Regions from separate parts of the Capra hircus genome. Here region 1 is linked to region 2. A link is a contact called in public Hi-C data. All regions are on one chromosome and are shown on one strand. Each heading gives the region's core, a stretch centred on a gene start, on an enhancer-like site or on the middle of the called end of the contact. The rest is flanking DNA. Distances are from core to core; before and after follow the strand shown. Region 1 has its middle 20 kb from the start of SCYL1. Region 2 holds the start of TIGD3 (tigger transposable element-derived protein 3).

Region 1 (4,181 bases), core at 153-2,652, 130 kb after region 2:
CCAACACTTCAACTCTATGGTCTATGTAAGTGCACGAATGTCCTCACATAACTATCCAGGGACTTCCCTGGTGGTGCAGTGGATATAAATTGGTTGGCCAGTGCAGGGGACACGGGTTCAATCCCTGGTGCAGGAAGATTGCACATGCTCTGGAGAGCAACAGCCTGCACTCGAGCCCAAGAGTCACAACTGCAGAAGCCTGTGCACCTAGAGCCCACTGTAAGCAGAAGCTCATGCACCTCAAAGAACAGTAGCCCCTGCTGGCTGCAACTAGAGAAAGCCTGCAGGTAGCTATGAAGACTCAGCACAACCAAAAATAATTTGTTTTGAAGAATCAACTGTCCAATTATATATAACAAGGACCTAGCATATATAGCACACGGAACTAGTCAATATCTTGTAATAGCCTATAATGGAAAAGAATCTGAAAAAGTATATAATGTATTATGCAATTTATATACACATATATAATCTTCACTTGCTGTTCACCTGAAGTACAACATTGTAAACCAAATATACTTGAATTAAAAAAATAACCGTCTAGTGGGTCAGCAGCAATCTAATCTCCAACACGATGGTCCCTGGGCTTGGTTAAGTCTTTGTTCTTCCAGAGCTGGAGGACTCCCTGGAAGGACTTACCTGGAGAGCAAAGGAGAAAGAAGAGTGGCTAGGGATTCACCAGGGGCTACATGGTTCCTGGCACTGCTTAGGCTCAAAATTGGCCAGGATCAGGAAATGTCAGCACCAGGGTCAGCAATGAGAAGGGCCAGAGAAGCATCCTGGAAGTCATTTCCTCCTTGGCACAAAAAGAATGCAGAAGGAGGCCAACATCAAACTTTTCTGAAGGCTATATCCAAGTCAAGGGGCTAGGTCTCAATAATATAAGTGAACCCCAGGCAAGTCCTTTATATACCCCTTCAGCTGTACCAAGGGCTTTCACACTGGGCTTTTTGGGATTCCATTATCCTGATAATTCTAGTAGTACTGTGGGTGCCTAACAAACATGAGCTCAAGTGAGATAGCTCCATTTTGTAACCTCTCCAAACTTGCCCTGAAGTCTCCCAGGCCCAGGGCTAGTTGGTCTGGACTTGGGAAATAGATTCCTGACCTCAGCAAAGGGTGCAACTAGGATAATGAGATTGGAGAGAGGGCAGGGTACAGGGAAAGTGAAAAATGGGAGTATCTAGCTGGGTTGCTGATTCAGATGCTCTGAAAATCTAGGAGACGTGAGTCAGATCCTGGTGTCTTGGCTGGCTCTGACAAGTTGGCAAACTGGGATGTCATGTGCGCTTTCCAGGTCCTTGCTTTCCTGCTGGTTAAATGGAGATAATGTCCTGTCTACCTGCTATGGTAAGGATGGCTAGCCACAGGAGATGCAAATTTATGGAACTGGAAATGAGTGTGCTTTGCCACCATCTAGTGGACTATAATAGTATTGCACACCCTGTCCGTGGAGTGTTTCTTAATGCTACCCTTGTTTGTTCAACAAATGTTTACCTTTATTGCTGACCATTCAGGTATGACCTAAACCAACTCCCTTACGATTATACAGTGGAAGTGACAAATAGATTCAAGGGATTATATCTGATAGAGTGTCTGAAGGACTATGACCAAAAATTCAGGACATTGTAACAGGACATGGTGATCAAAACCGTCCGCAAGAAAAAGAAATGCAGAAAGGCAAAATGATTGTCTGAGGAGGCCTTACAAATAGCTGAGAAAAGAAGAGAAGTGAAAAGGAAAGATATACCCATCTGAATGCAGAGTTCCAAAGAATAGCAAGGAGAGATAAGAAAGTGAAAGTGAAGTTGCTCAGTCGTGTCCGACACTTTGCGCGACCCCATGGATTGTAGCCCACGGAATTTTCCAGGCAAGAGGACTGGAGTGGGTTGCCATTTCCTTCTCCAGGGGATCTTCCTGACCCAGGGATCAAACCTGGTCTCCCACACTGCAGGCAGAGGCTTTACCTCTGACCCACCAGGGAAGCAAGAACACACAGAGAACTATACAAAAAAGATCTTCATGACCCAGATAACCACGATGGTGTGATCACTCACTAGAGTCAGACATCCTGAAGTGTGAAGTCAAGTGGGCCTTAGGAAGCATCACTACGAACAAAACTAGTGGAGGTGATGGAATTCTAGCTGAGCTATTTCAAATCCTAAAAGATGATGCTGTTTAAGTGCTACACTCAATATGCCAGCAAATTTGGAAAACAAAACAGGGGCCACAGGACTGAAAAAGTCAGTTTTCATTCTAATCCCTAAGAAGGGCAATGCCAAGGAATGTTCAAACAAGTGCACAGTTGTACTAATTTCACATGCTAGCAAGGTAATGCTCAAAAATCCTTCAAGCTAGGCTTCAACAGTATGTGAACCGAGAACTTCCAGATGTACAAGCTGGATTTAGAAAATGCAGAGGAACCAGAGATCAAATTGCCAACATCCATTGGATCACAGAAAAAGCAAGATAATTCCAGACAAATATTTACTTCTGCTTCATTGACTACGCTAAAGCCTTTGACTATGTGGCTCACAACAAACTGTGGAAGATTCTTCAAGAGATGGGAATACCAGACCACCTTACCTGCCTCCTGAGAAACCTGTATGCAGGGCAAGAAGCAATGGTTAGAGCCAGACATGGAATAACAGACTGGTTCAGAATTGGAAAAGTAGTACATCAATGCTGTATATTGTGACCCTGCTTATTTAACGTAAGTGCAGAGTACATCACGTGAAATGCTGGGCTGGATGAAGCACAGGCCGGAATCAAGATTGCCGGGAGAGATATCATCAATAACCTCAGATGTGCAGATGACACCACCCTTATGGCAGAAATGATCACACCATCGTGGTTATCTGGGTCATGAAGATCTTTTTTGTATAGTTCTCTGTGTGTTCTTGCTTCCCTGGTGGGTCAGAGGTAAAGCCTCTGCCTGCAGTGTGGGAGACCAGGTTTGATCCCTGGGTCAGGAAGATCCCCTGGAGAAGGAAATGGCAACCCACTCCAGTCCTCTTGCCTGGAAAATTCCGTGGGCTACAATCCATGGGGTCGCACAAAGTGTCGGACACGACTGAGCAACTTCACTTTCACTTTCTTATCTCTCCTACCTCTTGATGAAAGTGAAAGAGGAGAGTGAAAAAGCTGGCTTAAAACTCTACATTCAAAAAATGAAGATCATGGCATCTAGTCCCATCGCTTCATGGCAAATAGATGGGGAAACAATGGAAACAGTGACAGATTTTCTTTTGTTGGGCTCCAAGATCACTGCAGATGGTGACTGCAGCCATGAAATTAAAAGACGCTTGGTCCTTGGAAGAAAAGCTACGACGAACCTAGACAGTGTATTTTAAAGCAGAGACATTACTTTGCCAACAAAGATCTGTATAGTCAAAGCTATAGTTTTCCCAGTAGTCATGTATGGATGTGAGAGTTGGACCATAAAGAAGGCTGAGCACCGAAGAACTGATGCTTTCAAACTGTGGTGCTGGAGAAGATGCTTGAGAGTCCCTTGGACTGCAAGGAGATCCAACCAGTCAATCCTAAAGGAAATCTCTCCTGAATATTCATTGGAAGGACTGATGCTGAAGCTGAAGCTCCAATACTTTGGTCACCTGATGCAAAGAGCCAACTCATTGGAAAAGACCCTGATGCTGGGAAAGACTGAAGGCAGGAGGAGAAGGGGACGACAGAGGATGAGATGGTTGGGTGGCATCACCGACTCAATGGACATGAGTTTGAGCAAGCTCCAAGAGATGGTGAAGGACAGCGAAGCCTGGTGTGCAGCAGTCCATGGGGTCACAAAGAGTTGGATATGATGGAGCGACTGAACAACAGCAACAGTATTCCATTGCATGGATATCATAATTTGAGTCTTTTCCCATTTTTTCTAATTATGACTAAAGATGTTATGAACGTTGCATACAAGTCTCTGTGGATATAAATTTTCCTTTTTCTTGGTATGTTGTACGGTAGGTATATAAATAGTTTTTAGGAAATTTCCAAACTATTTTCCAAGGCGGTTGTACCGTTTTGCATTCTCACCAATAGTGTATGAAAGTTCCGATTGCTCCATATTCACCATCATATGGTATGATCATATCTTTAAATTTTAGCTATTCTCATGAATATGTATTGATATCTCATGATTTTTATTTGCATTCTGACTCTTGCTCATTGGA
Region 2 (4,077 bases), core at 669-3,168:
AGTAGGCCTAGAGCAGAGGGAGTAAAGCAGTGAGACGATCCTTGCAGGTGGAGTAAGTGTAGAAGATGAGAATGCTGATGAGAACCCGGCATTGCTGAGATTTGGAAAGGTTGCTGAAGGAGGATTTAGGATGAGACATAGAAGGATGGAAGAGGGATCAGGGATGGGATGGGAAGGAAAGCCTGTGAGAAGGGGGACTCACCTGTGGCCCCAGCCTTTCAATTGACTATGAAGGGAGAGGAAAGCAGGCTAGAGCTGAGGATTCGGCACTCTAGACCCGGGGTTAAAAAGTCTGTTGGATTTCAAAGAACTGAAGTCTACCAAGGAAAGGAATACTACAAAATCTTGACTTTAGGAACTTGAGTCTTGCCTAAAAGGTACCAAAACTAAAAAATTAATCTCTACGTGCCCTAACTCAACTAGCCCCAAGCAAGTAGTCTTGAAGGAGGAGACGGAACAGGGTCCATTTTGAAAGCAGGACTCCATCTTGGGCTGGACTGTGGACTTGGAGCTCTATGTCCAGTATCTATGGAAACGACATACCAATTGGAAAACCAGACCCCCTGATGGAAGAGCCCCAGGGCTCATACCTAGACTCTCCATCACCTGAAAGAATACCCTTATTATCTGTGTAACCCAATAGAGTCATAAATTTTATTATGCTTATTGGGGTATGACCACAGGCCTGTTGATAATTCTCCACTGTTAACCATGTAGGCTTAAGGCATATGAATCACGGGTTAACTTTGTATCTTTCTTTTCCTTTGTTCAGACTAGTTTCAGGGAATTTGGTGAGGTGGGTTTGGGCAGATATACTTAGGGTATTGTAGCCACGCATTCCGGGAAACAAACTCACTCAGAAGGACAATGTAGATAGTGGAGGGCAGTTTATTGTACCGGCGGGCCCAAGGCAGAGTCTCCTCTTAGCCAAGGACCCTGACCAGTTTTTGTGAAAACCTTAAATACCCTAAGTGTACATGCCCGAACCCACTTCCCCAAATTCCCTGAAACTAGTCTGAACAAAGGAAAGGAAAGATACAATCAAAGTTAACCCATGATTCATATGCCTTAAGCCTAGGTAGTTAACAGTGGACAATTATCAATAGGCCTGTGGTCATACCCCAATAAGCATAATAAAATTTATGATTCCATTAGATTATACAGATAATTAGGGTATTCTTTCAGGCGACAGAGAGTCTAGGTATGAGCCCTGGGGCTCTTCCATCTGGGGGGTCTGGTTTTCCAATTGGTATGTCGTTTCCATAGATACTGGGCATAAAGCTCCAAGTCCACAGTCCAGCCCAAGATGGAGTCCTGCTTTCAAGATGAAGCCTGTTCTGTTTCCTCCTTCACAGATATATAAGGTTTTCACAAAAACAGGTCGGGGTCCTTGGCTAAGAGGAGACTCTGCCTTGGGCCAGCTAGTGTAATAACCTGCACTTCACTATCTGCATTGTCCTTCTGAGTGAGTTTGTTTCCCAGAACGCGTGGATACAACAGTCTGTTGTACCTTGGCTGACCGACCTGAGGTCAGTGCTGTCCATGGTAACATCTTTTGTGTGGCTTATAACTTCTATTTTTTAAAGATCACTGGGTGAGAGGAACGAGATCTGTTTGTTTGGTAGATGAGGAAGCTGCCTAGGGTCACGGCCAGGAAGACGTCCTGTGTCCACGCTGCCGAGTCCTGTCAGGCTCTGAGGGCCGGGTCCTCTGAGGCTGGCAGCGCATCCAGGACTCCCGCCGAGACCAGTCTCCGCCTCGCCACCCCTTCTTGCAGAAAGCGCCGTCCCCCCGGGGACCTGACGACCCGCCACTTTCTCAATGTCCAATGAGACTTAGCCGGGGGCGGGACCGACTCCACCGAAGGCCAATCTAATTGGTTCGGGGCGGGGCTGCGGCGGGTGGGAGCTGAGCGGCGGACCGCGGTCTTCCCAGCCTGGAGAGACCCCCGCGCGAGCTGCGCGTGAAGGGTGCGCGCGCCCGCCGCCCGCGCAGCACCTCTGTCCGCTCGGCGCGTCCCTCTCCTGCTCTCCGGTAGCCGCCGGGAGAGGGGCTCGAGAGTCCGGCCCTAGCCAGGGCTGGGACCGGGGCGGCAGCCGCGGGACGAGCGCCTGAGGTGGGTGCGGAGCGGAAGGGCTGGAAGCAGGGAGGCGGGGAGGCCGGGCAGGCAGATGACTGGGTCCGCCCTGCCGATGGACTCCGGGTCACCAGAGGGAGAGGCCGGCCGAGTTGCGGAGCCCGACTCCTGGCCTGCCTGGGTCCCGTACGCTCGTTCCTCCTCCCTCCCAGGCCACAAACCTCTCCGCTGAGGACAACCCGCCCCTCTCGCTGCCCGCGGCCTCCTAACCCCTCCTGCCCTTTGTCGCCTGTGCACCTGCCTTTCGGCCTTGTGCTCCCACCCACCCCCTCTCCAGGTCGGACCCCGGCCCAGCCTTTCCTGCTCAGGACCCAGCCCCAAATTAGACTTGCTTCTTCAGCCCCTAGTCTGTCCCTCTTTGTCGTCTGTACACCTGTCCCCCCAACTCTGTTCATTCACTCCACCACCCTGCCCCCAACATTTTCATCTAAATTCAGCCTAGGCCCACCGCCCCCTCCCCGTCCTGGGGGTTCCTCCCACGGGCTCTGATTATCCCGTACACCTGCCCGCCTCGGCCCCAGCCCCCTGTCCTCCCCGGTCCACGCTCCTTTGTTGTGTCTGCAGCTGTCCCCTCGGCTCTATTCATCCTTCTCCCGCGGACCCCTTTCTCCCTCTGACCAGGGGGCCACCCCCTCCAGGCTCCATTCTGTCGTTCTTCCCATCAGTGCCCGGCCCACTGCCCACCCAGCCTGGCCTTTTCCCTTCCTTTCAGCCCAGCCTTCTCACCTCCTACCCAGGGTACCCTCACCCTCTCCCAGCTGGTCCAGCCTTCCCTGGACTGCCCCTCCGCCCCTCCACACCAACCTGTCTCCCTGCCCCATATGCTCTCTTTTCCTTGCTGCGCTCCTCTCCTAACCCGCGTGGCCTCCACCGTCGGTCCCCTGCTCACCCTTTCCTCCCCGTCCAGGTGCTGCTGAGAGGCCATGGAGCTGTGTGGCAAGAAGAAGCTTCATGCCCTGTCCCTGGCTGAGAAGATCCAGGTGCTGGAACTCCTGGATGAGTCCAAGATGTCCCAGTCGGAGGTGGCCCGGCGCTTCCAGGTCTCCCAGCCTCAGATCTCCCGCATCTGCAAGAATAAAGAGAAGCTGCTGGCGGACTGGTGCAGCGGCACGGCCAACCGGGAGCGCAAGCGCAAGCGGGAGTCCAAGTACAGCGGCATCGACGAGGCTCTGCTCTGCTGGTACCACATTGCCCGGGCCAAGGCCTGGGACGTGACGGGGCCCATGCTGCTCCACAAAGCCAAGGAGCTGGCCGACATCCTGGGCCAGGACTTTGTGCCCAGCATCGGCTGGCTGGTCCGCTGGAAACGCCGAAACAACGTGGGCTTCGGGGCCCGCCACATATTGGCACCTCCGTTCCCCCCTGAGCCGCCTCCCCCAGCTCCCACTCCCCAGGCCCAGCTGCCTCTTTCTCTTAAAGATTTCTCCCCAGAGGACATTTTTGGCTGTGTTGAAGTGCCCTTGCTGTATCGGGCAGTGCCCGGCAGAGTGGGTACGTGTGATCGGGTGCAGGTGCTGCTGTGTGCCAACAGCAGGGGCACAGAGAAACGGCGGCTGTTGGTCAGTGGGCCCCAGGCTGCCCCACGATGCTTCTTTGGGGTCAGCAGCGAGGCCCTGCCTGCCTCCTACCACCCTGACCTGGCCATCCCCTGGTCGGAGTGGTTGTCACAGTTCGATCGGGACATGGGGCGGCAGGGCCGGCAGGTGGCCTTGCTGATGGCTGCCCGAGTGGTGGAGGAGGTGGCAGGCCTGCCTGGGCTCTGCCACGTGAGGCTCTTGCCTCTGTCTGCTGCGAACCCCACACCGCCCCTGCCCAGCTCCGTGGTCCGGGCGTTTAAGGCCCATTACCGGCGGCGTCTGTTGAGCAAGCTGGCTGCCGCCCAGAGCGAGAGGGCTGGCACGTCGCTGGCTGAGGTCGGGGCGGGCATCACAGTTCTGGAC

The links. Hi-C and Micro-C count contacts between places; a contact is called where the count stands out from the background.
Region 1: a Hi-C map of blood shows a contact between it and region 2, with 7 times the contacts expected there. The contact joins the enhancer-like site here to the promoter of TIGD3 in region 2. A contact is called at or near these places in 4 of 5 Hi-C or Micro-C datasets (blood and liver).

The regions. Positions count from the first base shown.
Region 1 is chr29:44,099,414-44,103,594 of ARS1.2, forward strand. No RefSeq gene overlaps it. Among named protein-coding and RNA genes, the nearest start is that of SCYL1, 20 kb to the right of the region's middle. Within about 2 kb of position 1,403, at least 2 of the 5 cell types and tissues checked have an H3K27ac peak or open chromatin away from gene starts, as enhancers often do.
Region 2 is chr29:43,971,556-43,975,632 of ARS1.2, forward strand. It overlaps TIGD3 (tigger transposable element-derived protein 3), which reads left to right and starts at 1,919. Exons shown (of 2, transcript XM_018043606.1): 1 at 1,919-2,116; 2 at 3,045-4,077. The coding sequence starts at 3,061.